3 separate regions of the Mus musculus genome follow, and all the other regions are linked to region 3. A link is a contact called in public ChIA-PET and promoter capture Hi-C data. All regions are on one chromosome and are shown on one strand. The core of a region is the stretch at or near the end of the contact, and the rest is flanking DNA. Distances in the headings are between cores, read along the strand shown.

Region 1 (3,905 bases), core at 1,325-3,824, 500 kb before region 3:
ATTCTTTAGGCACTATTTTTCTTACTTATCTCTTTAACTTGCAGTGCTAAGGATCGAACCCAGATCCTTATGCATGCCCACTGAGTTCCATGCTTAGCCAGAGTGTTTTATTCTAATATCGGTGATTTTTACTTCTAACGTTATTTAACTCATCTTCAAATCTCTCATCTCTGCCCCTTTGGTGTTATCACCTCATTATTTAGTTGCTTTTAAATCTTATCTTGAACCTTTCCTTGGGTCATTCTCAAGTCATTGGCTGCTTACCCTCTTGACTGGTTGTTTCCGGCTCGCCACCGCCGGTGGTGGCCTCCCTGTGTGCCCATCATTCTTCTAAGGTCTTCTTTAGTGGAATTTGGATCTTCTGTGCATAGACTCTGCTCCCTAGATGAGCTAAATTTTCTAAGAAGAGGGTTTTGCGTTTATTTGTGGCAGGGACAGTAAGACGTTCAGTGGCTGGGTGTGTTTTTTATGTTAAACATTCAGCCGGGGAAACTCTGACCTATGTCAAACTCAGTTATAAATATATCCTTCAATCCTGGGGTTCAGAGATTGCTCCTTGCTCATTTTAACGTTTGTGTTGCTGCTGTTGTTGCTGCTGCTGTTCGGAGATTGGGGCTTCACCCTATGACTTCTGTTAGCGCAGATTCTATCCATAGCCCAGGCTGCTCACCAAGCTGTGATCTCGCTTCAGCTGGGATTGTAAGTGTACACCATCATACTTGGGTCTTTCATCTATACACACCCCCAAACACACACACACACACCACCCCAAACCTCCTTGTGGTTTCCTTTAGCGAGGGTAGTTTTCGGTCTTCTTTCCACGAACAGAAAATGTCTTACTTTCAGCTGTATATCTCACTGGTTTCTGAGAACATCAAAACTCTTTTGCACCTCGGTGCCACATCCTCTCCAGGGTCACAGAGGCTTGCTGCATACAGTTTCACCTCTCAGCTGCTCTCCAGAACCTAACACTGTGTATTTCTTCATTTCTAAAGCACTCATTGGCTGAGCGGTGCAGTTGAGAGGCTACTGATCCAGTCCTGCAGCTGACCTGCCACCTACATTCCTTCTGTGGCCCCGCTCACAGGGTGGCTCACTCTGTTCTCTCCACCCAAAGTCTTCCCCCAGCCTCTTCCCCATCTGATTCTTTTCCATCTACAGGGTAGGTCTCCCCCAACTCCCAGTCTGTGTCAGATTCCCCGCCTAAGACTCTGGTGCTCTAGCCTGGTCTCTCTCTCCTTTCACATAGTCTTTGGTTACAATTGTGCGTTTTTGTTTGGGGATTCCCTAATAGATGTTGAGTTTTGCTGCCAGACACCATGTGTGCTGGGCTTTCTGCTGAATCCAGCTTCTGGTCATAGTTGAAGTTAGTAATGTCCCCACAAATATCATTAGAAGCAACAGCTGGCTGTCAAAATCTGTCTCTGAGCTGGGTGTGGTGGTGCACGCCTTTAATACAACACTTAGGAGATAGAGGCAGGCGGATTTCTGAGTTCGAGGCCAGCCTGGTCTACAAAGTGACAGGACAGCCAGAACTATACAGAGAAACCCTGTCTCCAAAAAACCAAATAAATAAATAATTAATTAATAAAAAAAAAAAACCAAAATCTGTCTGTCTCTGTCTCTCTCATGTGCCTGTGCACTGTCTCTATCTCTCCCTCCCTTCCCTCCCTCCCCTTCCCCTCCTTCTCCCCCTCCCCCCCTCTCTCATGTGCCTGTGTACTGTCTCTCTCTGCTTCTCTGTCCCTCTCCCTCCCCTCCCCCTCCTCCCTCTCCCATGTGCCTGTGCATGTGTGCATGCATGTACATGTGCATGCATTTGTTTCTGTAGCCCTGGCTGTCCTGGAACTCGATCTGTAGACCAGAATAGCCTTGAATGCAGAGATCTGCCTACCTCTACCTCCAGAGATTAAAGGATGTAAAGGCTGTGCAACATCATGCACGGCTAAAAAAAAAGAAAAAAAAATCCCTCTATTCATTACACCTCTGCTGGGTCACCATAGAGCAGGACCAGTTCTTGACTCTGCATGTGGGAGATCTCATTTATTCTCACTGTTGTCACCCCCATTTCACAGGCCGGGAAAGTGATGCCCACAAAGCTAAGTGAATGTGTCCCTTCCATACCCCTGGAGGTGAGCAGAAAAGCAACTGTTTTTGCTGTCCCCCATACAGATGACAAAACTGAAGTCTTGAGGGGTCAAGGCTCTTAACTTCTTTTTACTTTTTTGGTGTCTATTTATTTTATGCATATAAATGTTTTTGCTTGCATGTTTGTATGTGCAACGTATGTATGCCTGGTGCCCATGGAGTTCAGATCCCTTGACACGGGAATTGCAGACTACTGTGAACCACCATGTGGATGCTAGCAATCAAGCCAGGGTCCTCTGGAAGAGCAGCCTGTACTCTTAACTGCTGAGCCATCTCTTCAGCCCAAGTCCTAACTTCTTGCTGTGTCACTGTTAAGTTAGTGTAGGGTTACAGCCCAGAGCCTGAGCTACTCCAAACTGCTTCTTGCTCACACAGGACTGCAGTCAGCCTGATCCCCTCTGATGGCTGCTGTCCCGGTCACATGACTCCTGTCTCTCAGCATCTGTTCAGTGACTTCCTTACCAGCCCAGGCTGGGTCACTGTCTACTGCCTGAGGAGGCCTACAATCTCCTGCCAGAACAAGGGTGTTGTGGTCAGTTCTCCTGGACTGATGGAATTTCTCTTCCCACAGACGGATGGGCAAAATCACCTTTGAAGAGGTGAGATGGGTGCAAGGCTTTGGGGTACCAGCGGCTGTCGGGGTCTACCTGTTCTTTTCATTCCCTCTGCTGGGGTTCACTGTTTCCTATCCGTGGCTCCTGATCATCAAACTCGTGGGATGTGAGCCAGGAGAAGGCCCACAGGATGCCTCAGCCTTGCTAATGTCCCTCTAAGTGGAACACTGAGACAGGTCCCTTACACTGTCTAAGACCATCTGCCTCTGTCCACATCTACCATAGATCTCCAGTTCCCCCACATTGTAGGTTTTAGGAAAGAAGCATAGAGTGAATATGTGCTGGGCTTGTCATGAGAATCCCATGTAAGGTCTGGGGTGGCACTTAGGATCAAGCACACACTGACATCGCCTGTGTCAGTAGCCACATGAAGCAAGACCATCCTAGGTACCAAACTCCCTCTGAGTGGCTGGGTTTCATCCACTTAGAAACAGGAGCTTGGAAGCTAGTATAGTTGTAAACAAGAAACCGAGGGTCAGTCTGGTCTCCAGTGTTCTTCAAGGTCTCCTTAATAGTTTTTAATACGCTAAACTCTAAAGATAGGAGGCATGATGGCTATGCCTGTAATCTCAGTGTTAGGAGGCCAAGCAGGAGGATTGTGAGCTAAGAGAAAAGTAACCCTGAGCTACACAGTGGAGTCCTGACTGAAAAAAAAATTCCCCCAAATCAAAACAATACCCGCACCCTCCCACACACCCCCACAAAATCCTAAAGGCAAAAGTAATGAAAACCTGTCCCTCCCAGCACTCAGGAGGCAGAGGAAGGCGTATTTCTGAGTTCGAGGCCAGCCTGGTCTACAAAGTGAGTTCCAGGACAGCCAGGGCTATCCATAGAAACCCTGTCTCGAAAAAACAAACAAACAAACCAAGACCTGGGGCCACACCCACACCTCTCTATGAAGTCTAGAATGGGATTCCTTTGGGGGAATCCCATTTCTTAAAAACAACAACAAACCAACTCCTTATTTTTACATTTTATCGATGATGATGATGGTGGTGGTGGTGGTGATGATGATGATGGTGATGGTGGTGGTGATGGTGGTGGTGGTGATGGTGATTGGGTTTTTTAGAGATAGGGTTTCTCTGTGCAGCACTGGCTATCCTGAAACTTGCACTGTAGACCAAGTTGACCTTGTATTCACAG
Region 2 (3,976 bases), core at 1,282-3,781, 480 kb before region 3:
AATTAGGGCAGAATTGCACACAAGTGACTGGGAGGAGTGGCCAGAAACTCAGGAGAGGGTCTAATGTCCTAGTCTCATGAAGATGGCAGCATCTGAGCTCATAGGATACCTTCATAACACAGACCGAACACAGGGTAACTCTGGGGAAATGGTTCTCTCAGAACCCTTATTGGCAGGCCTGTTTCCACAACAGGCATGGAACTGGGTTTCCGATCCGGTGTTTCTCATTGCCATTATTGTGTGACCTTGACATCTCTGGATGAGACATCTAATGAGATGTTAACCTCTGCCTGGATCCTTCATGGGGCTGTGTGGGTTTAAGTACATCTAAATATGGCCCGTGCTTGTCTTTCTGGGTGGTGGCTACTTGTCTGTGTCCACTGAAAGCCCTCTGTCAGCAGGGAAGGATGTAGGTCCAGCAACACATAATGGTTGGGAGAATATGGGGTGAGCCTTACTGTTGGGCTGTAACTCTTCTCACACTAACAGATGACAGCCCACCATGTACCACAGGCTGGGACTCCACCATGTGACAATAGGAAACGGAGGCTGGCTAAAAACAAGGCATCTATTTGTAAGAGGCGAGCCAGGTAAGGTTGGGAAAGCTAAGAGTCACACATAAGTAATCAGTCAAAATAATAATGACTCCCCCCCACACACACTCTTGCCTGTCAAGAACTTTCTAGATTTCCGGCTCGGTCCCGGGAGGGAGGAGGTTAGAAGGTCACAGGAATTTGAGATCCAAAGAAGGGGACTAACGTAGAAGGATTTCTTAAGAGTTTTGGGCACACAGCACATCTGCTCTAACTTCTTCTGAAGGAATTGGAAGGTGCTCCTTCTCTGGTCCTCAGGACAGATGACAGAACTGAAACTCAGAGTCAAGACTTTTGTCTAGGGCAGTGTTTCTCAATCTGGGGGACCCAACCTCTGCCAAGTCAAATGATTTCATTATGATTCGTAACAGTAGCAAAATTACAGCTATGAAGTAGCAACGAGAATAATGTTATGGTTGGGGGTCAGCACAGCGTGAGGCTGCAGTATTAAAGGGTCCCAGCATTAGGAAGGCTGAGAACCACTGGCCTAAGGTGATGTAGCCAGCACTTAAGAGGAGGACTTGAGCCTGAGGTTTGGGGGTCATGGGTGTGCTGATGACCCTGCCCTACAGTGCTAATGCACTGTCTCCCCATTCCTCCCCCAGAGCATTCTGGGAAAGTTGCTTCACTGTGGGATGTCACAGAAACCATCCTCAGGAGGAGCCTGGCCTCCTGTTCTGGGACAAAGACAAGAGGCAGGGCAGGTTGTAGAACTTGGAACAGAGACAGGAACTTTCCAGGGCTGACGCTGGCCCTGTAGTCCTTTTCTTACCGCCCACCTCTTTCCATCCCTTATCCCTGCACCAAGCTTTCTTCTGTAGCCTAGGCAACCCTTGCACCCAGGGACCAGCAGAGACACACCTGGAGGCCGCGCTTGTCCAGGTCAGGTCTCAGGTGATGAGCCGCTGTCGCCACTGGACCCTGGACCCAACTCCACGAAGTTTTGCTCAGTGGCTCCTCCTGCCTTCATCCTACATCGTCTCTGGGAAGTGTAGAAAGAAGGGTTGTGCGGGTCCTGCTGCGCTCTGGCCCCACCCACTTCCTGGCAGATGCCCACCTTACCCAGTCTCAGTAGTCAGAGAGGCATGTCCCGCTGCGATCTCCAAGCCGCGGCGGGTTCCGGGCACGCTACTCGCGCGCCCTGGGGCTGGCACTTTGAATCCACGTGATTTCTCGGCAGCGGCAGTAGAGTCTATGAACTAGCGAACAGCGCCCGCTCAGTGGCCACTTTCAGTTTCCACAGAGCGCGGTGGAGAGGGAGCTGAACTGGTGAGTTACCTGCCCAAGCCGGGGCGCGGAGGGAGATCTGTGCCTAGAGAGAGGAGGGGGTGTCAGGGGCTAGGTGGATAGACAAACGGACTGAGGGGCCCGGGTGGGTTGGGGTACTGGTGGCTTAGCAAAATGCAGTCGGACACTGTAATTTGGGGACCACAGAAATTGGAGGGAGTGGCTCAGTTTGGGAAAAAACTTTGTATGTCTGTGCGCCCCCTCTCCTGGTGCCTGCCACACTTGTCATCCCCCACCCCCAACCATACTTTCTTCTTGTTTTTTTTTTTTTCTTTTCAATGCCTTTGCTTTAATAATAATCCAGAAGCCGCCCTGTTTGCTACATATAATTCTGAATTTTCAGCCAAAACAACAAAACAAACAAACAAACAAACAAAACCCCACCTTTTATTAGACAGATAGAATTTGGCTGAACCGTAGCAACTTGCTGTTCTATAGAGGAAAGCTGCGTTCTCTAAGAGTTGCCAACCTCAGGTCGGTGGCTTCTGGCTACCAACATTGTGTTGGAACAAATACTAGATATTAAGGAATGTACAAAAAGACAGGGATCTTTAAAAACAAAAACAAAAACAAAACAGAATATTGTGTTTTAAAAGAGAACGATGTTTCTTGAATGTCCATCACCTGTATTTCTAATGATCATTGAAACTTTCCAGTCACAAGGGTAAGCCTGGGCAGCCTTTTGTCCCTGGCCTACCACAATGCCACGTGGGGTTTAAACCATTTTTTTTCCACTCAGAAAAGCTGAGCTGGGAGCTCTGGGAGGTTCCTGGAGAATTCTGGGTCTTCAGTACTATTGGTATATATTGTCAGGATTCTTCTGAAAAGGGCGGGAGGGGCTTCATACAGAAAAGGTATTTTGAAAATTGACCTTCATGATTGGGGGAAAAGGCTAGAAAATGACCAAAGGTGGGTGTAGCTGAGCCATACCTGCAGCTTTCTCTTCCTGAATCGCTTTCTTGCAAAGAAAGGAAACCCGGAAACCTGCCAGGTTCCCTCTGGGATGTAGCTCAGAGACAGGGCAGACCCTGGTTTGAGTCCCCGGCGCCACAAAAATAAGGCACCAGGCCTGAGCTCCCACCAGAGAACAGAGTGGGCGGGAGTGACTGGAAGTTCATAAGGCCCCTCATGGTGTACTGTCCACAGACCAGCACCAGCAATTATGCCTTGCCTGCCCTGCCTCCAGGACCAGCGCCCATCTGTCTTGGAATAGGACCTCTGGGTGCTCTCAATACTGTGCATCATGACCATGAGTTACGATTTCAGATCTTGGAAGGTTGGTTCCCCATCTATAGTACAGACATTATGTTCAAAATTTATCTCCTGAATCGAGTGAGACGAAATAGAAACAATGCCTCGGCCACAAGTGTGAGGAGCCTGGGGTCCTGATGGGACAAATGCCGAAGCTAAGGGAACGCCTTAGTGCCTTAGTCTGCTTAGTCCGGTCTGCCCAGAAAGCACAGGTTGGCCTGATCTCAGAAGCTAAGTATGCTTAGGCCTAGTAAGCACTTGGTTGGGAAAGTCTGCCTAGACCTGTTCCCGGACCAGCCCGAGGATAGCAGTACCTGGTCAATGTCTATGTGCTCTCTCTCTCTCTCTCTCTCTCTCTCTCTCTCTCTCTCTCTCTCTCTCTCTCTCTCTTTCTCTCTTCCCTCTAGAAAGAGTTCAACAAAACTCTGTAGATTCTCTTCTCCCATATTTTGTGCTGTGTGTTGGGTAAAGAAGACATCCCCACTGCCTCTGAACGTGACCTTATTTGGACACAGGGTGACTGCAGACACTTAAGATGAGGTTGTAGGGTGGGCCCAGTAAGACTTCTGCCCACTAATAGAGGCGATCAGCATATCCACATAGATACCTCAGGAAGGCGGCCATCTTGGGGAGGCAGAGACTGCAACTACAAGCTGAAAGACAAAAATCCCAGCAACCAAAGTGTCCCAATCGGAAAGAGGAAGGCCCCTTTACTAGCATCCTCAGAGGATGCAGACTGCAGAGAATAAAAAAATAAAAAGCCATTTCTGCCAGCGCTTGATGGAACTTTTGTTTTTTTAACCACATCTGATACATCATCCCAGCATCTCTCCTCTACCACCAGC
Region 3 (3,743 bases), core at 52-2,551:
AGGCTGGTCAGCCCGCAGACTGTGGGCTGTCTGTCCCTCTGACCATGGATACTGAGAGAGCCCAGCTTACAGCTGCTGGACCTCCAGGAAAGAAACGGAGGGGTGGGGAAGGGAGGAGAGCAGGGTTTCTATGCTAGAACAGAGCTTGTGGCTGGGTCATGCGTGACTACCTGAAGAGCACCATGCCCCTGGAAGCGCTTACTAGGGAGATCTTCAGATACTAGGCCCGCCAAACAAACATGACTTGGAAGAGTGGAAGCTTTCACCTACTCCAGCCCCAGGACTCTTAGCAACTCTTGGCATCGCACATTCGTATAGAACAGACATTAACCCTAGCGTTGCTATTACACACCGTGTGGTATGTGCAGGTTCCTGGCCTTTCTGAGCATCAGTTTTCCTATGTATTGAGAGGCACCAACAAGATTTCTAATTCCTCCAGCAGGTGGGTAAGACTCTGCCAATAAGAACTCATCGTACTCCTACAACAGCTCAGTAATCCGGGCCGAATAAGGGACATTCACTTACGCAAACTGAAGTCCCGGGATGAGGAAGAGTGCTACCCCTCGGCACAACCAGGGCAGTGGGCTGCTGAAGCCCTTCCCTTCTCTTAGCATCAAGCCCTTGCCCCACTTGCCCGCATTCCTTCCCGAAATTAAGTTTTCAGCTTTCCAGGGCCCAGTCCCTACTTGGTAGCCCCTTCGCGGGCCACCAGCCCCGCTCCCCCTAGCGGCTGGAGGGGGTGCGGGGGTCCGGTCCTGCAAGACGCGGTCCCGCCCACCCCACCGCTTGGTTTCCATTGGTAGCGCAACGGGTCTGGGCGTAAAGCCGTGCTCCGATTGGCCAGTGCCACCCGTCCGTCCGGCACTCGCCATGGTGACCACGTTGGGTCCCCCGGGAGAGTTCCACATTCCGCCCCCGCCTGCCATCCCCCCCCCTCCTGGCCCTGCCGGCATTCCACGGGCGCCCCCTCCCCCACTGTCCCGCCACGGGACCCGGCTTCCACGGGGATGGAGACGGGCCGGGGGACTCTAAGTGGGACTAAAAAGTTGGACTCAAGTTTGGGGTGCGGCGGGCGCCGCCCCGGCTCCTGTCCCTCGCTGCAAAGTTCTTCCCTCGCGTGAGCGGCTCCGAGACCGCAGCGAGTACCCTGTCGCGATGACCTCCCGCCCCGCCGTCCCCACTCACCTCGGGCCGGGGCTGGGATTCCGGACGTCCGAACTGCTGCTCTGGGTGGAGCGGGCGCGGGGCTGGCTGCGGCGGCCGTCGGGAGGCCGGGGGAGGGCCGCCAAGTCTCCTCCTCCTGCCAGGGGAGGGGAAGGGGAGCGGGCGGGGGCCCCTCGTGGGGCGCGGTTTGCTGCGGGTTGGGGCCAGGCAGCCGGACCCCCCTGGCCCGCCCAAGCATGGGGTCGCCCAGGCAGGATCCGCGTCCTCGGCTTTCCCGCCAACCACGGTCTAGGTGATCCAGGACAGGAGTGGGCACCATGACCCACGAGGAGCTTCACTTTGGTTAACTGCATTACTTCCAGTGCTAGCGCTGACACCGACTGGACTTGGGCCAGAGTCCATGTCCTCACTGGGCCTCGGTTTCCCTTTTTTGTACAAAGCGACTTCAGGCCTATAAAGGAGAGTGATGGGACCTACTCCCACTGTGGAGATTTTCCCTCTGGTGTGCGATGGTGCTTGGCAGAACCCTCTGACCTTCTTGTACACACCCATTAGGCTCAGGCTCTCTCTCTCTCTCTCTCTCTCTCTCTCTCTCTCTCTCTCTCTCTCTCTTTGGGATAGGGTGTCTGTAGTCTTGTCAGGGAAGAAGAAGGTCAAGATGGTATCTCCCCTTCACATCCTGCTTCGAGGTTGGTCTGTCTTGCCGACAGGACCAAAAGTCACAAAAACGCGTGGGCAGCTAAGCTGGGTTAGGTTATTGTCCAGAAAAGATAAAGATTATGAAGATAAACGAATCACATACTTCTTGGTTAAGAGTGTTTTAATTCTAATCATGGTCACGAGCATAGTGGTTTGTGAAGAGTGAATCACATACTGAATGTTGAAGGTTTTTTTCCCCCCTTACGGAGTTGAGCTATTATTGGTTTGCTGTAAGAGATTGTTTTGTTTTACCAAAATACCGGGGCTAGCTGGATATGGTGGTGCACCCCTTTAATCCCAACACTTGGGGCCTCTAATCCCAGCATTAGGGAGGCAGAGACAGAGGCAGGCAGATGTCTGCCTCACAGGAGTTTGAGGCCAGTCTGGTCTATCTACATAGTGAATTCCAGGAGAACCAGAGCTAGTAGAAAACCCCTGATTTACAAAAATAAATAAACCAAACAAACAAACAAACTAGGGCTTCTTCAAAAACAAGGATCCTTTGACCTTCCCCCCTTTAAGGGGATCCTGTGTGTATTTGGTGGCCTCCAAGGTCAGAAGAGGGGCTCAGATCCCTTGAGACTAAAGTTACTGATAGCTATGAGCTACCATGTAGGTGCTGGGAACTAAACTGGGGCCCTTTGAAATAGCATTAAGTACTCTTAACCACTGAGCCACTTCTTCAGATCTCCCCCCCACCCCCAGCCCCCCACTGAGTATTCTGAGAACTCAGTACATCTTTTTGATGTCATACACTTCCCCCACATCCTTCTCTGTGGTCTTCAGCTGTCTTCTCTGCCCCACCCCCACCAACTTTGTGAAGTCCCACAGATTTTGCAAGTTTTATAGTTTCACTTGCCCCTTCATGTGCTGGGCAGGTAGTGAGTGGTGCTTGCTTGGCAGCTGTTATAATCAGCAGAAGACCAGTTTGGGTGGGAATGCTTGCACTTTGGTTAGCATCTACAGATCACTAGCCTGCAGACCCTCCATTGGCTGTCCTCTACATCATGTACAGGGGGAATGTGTGAGATACACATATTGAGAACTCATGACAAGACAAAAAGAAAAAACAGACTTCCTTCTAGACCTGGGGAAATGAAAGTTTAGATTGGCTTTTGACTCGAATGGGATCTCACAGCAGTGAGATGTCCCAGGGAGAAGGGATGTCCTGGCAGTGACAGCTCTGAACCAAGATCTCAGAGCTCTTTCTCTAGTGTTGGGAGCTGGTAAAGGGTGGGAAAGTGATGGAGGTCCGGCTTATGGTATAGTTAGCCTTTGACTGGACTTCATTGCAACTGAGCCCTCTCTCTTTGGAGAGGAAGTAGTGTGTGTGTGTGTGTGTGTGTGTGTGTGTGTGTGTGTGTGTGTTTTGCATAGGGTGGATGAGATGAGGGGAGCCACTCACTCTTGGAACTCAGTACATGCTGGCCATATAGGCTAGATGGCTCTCTTAAGTTACCTAGCTGTGCAGCTACTCTGTACTGGCCGTCATTACCACCATGTCATGATGAGCCCAGGGAATATCAGAAACCCATTGGTTGGCTTAAATTCACTCTGGGAAGTGGCAGAGCCTGTATCTCCCAAGTTTGGTTACTGACCCTCTTCTAGGCACCTCTAGTGAAATGGTAATCTGGTTTTAGCCTCCCTCATCTGTGGACAGGGCAAGGGGTTTTTGTCTTCAGACTCAAGACACTGGAGATTGAGTGGGGCCTGTGTTAGTATGTCGCTTCTATACCCTTGCTGTTACCATTACCATCAGCACATGGGCATTTCAATTTATTTATTTATTTATTTACTTACTTATTTATTTATTTATTTAATGTGCACTGGTGTTTTGCCTGCATGTGTTATGTCTGTGTAAGGGTGTCACATCTTGGAGT

The links. ChIA-PET counts read pairs in DNA pulled down with a chosen protein or histone mark. Capture Hi-C pulls out chosen DNA fragments and counts their contacts.
Region 1: a contact with region 3 is called in an RNA polymerase II ChIA-PET map of memory CD8 T cells, with 35 read pairs. The contact joins the enhancer-like site here to the promoter of Ccdc102a in region 3. A contact is called at or near these places in 4 of 39 promoter capture datasets (the C10 cell line, embryonic stem cells, pre-B cells and 1 more) and 1 of 115 datasets of contacts at active chromatin or transcription factors (memory CD8 T cells).
Region 2: a contact with region 3 is called in a promoter capture Hi-C map of adipose tissue. The contact joins the promoter of 9330175E14Rik here to the promoter of Ccdc102a in region 3. A contact is called at or near these places in 4 of 39 promoter capture datasets (the C10 cell line, embryonic stem cells, pre-B cells and 1 more), 1 of 115 datasets of contacts at active chromatin or transcription factors (memory CD8 T cells) and 2 of 9 other capture datasets (adipose tissue and liver).

Annotation. Positions count from the first base shown.
Region 1 is chr8:94,412,862-94,416,766 of GRCm38.p6, forward strand. No RefSeq gene overlaps it. Among named protein-coding and RNA genes, the nearest start is that of 9330175E14Rik, 20 kb to the right of the region's middle. Within about 2 kb of position 2,575, at least 35 of the 459 cell types and tissues checked have an H3K27ac peak or open chromatin away from gene starts, as enhancers often do. A contact at or near this core is called in memory CD8 T cells, where this site is marked.
Region 2 is chr8:94,432,572-94,436,547 of GRCm38.p6, forward strand. It overlaps 9330175E14Rik (RIKEN cDNA 9330175E14 gene), which reads right to left and starts at 2,532. Exons shown (of 3, transcript NR_015514.2): 1 at 2,265-2,532; 2 at 1,656-1,905; 3 at 556-1,575. It also overlaps a transcript of Nlrc5 not described here.
Region 3 is chr8:94,916,797-94,920,539 of GRCm38.p6, forward strand. Ccdc102a (coiled-coil domain containing 102A) reads right to left here and starts at 1,302. Exons shown (of 9, transcript NM_001033533.3): 1 at 1,186-1,302.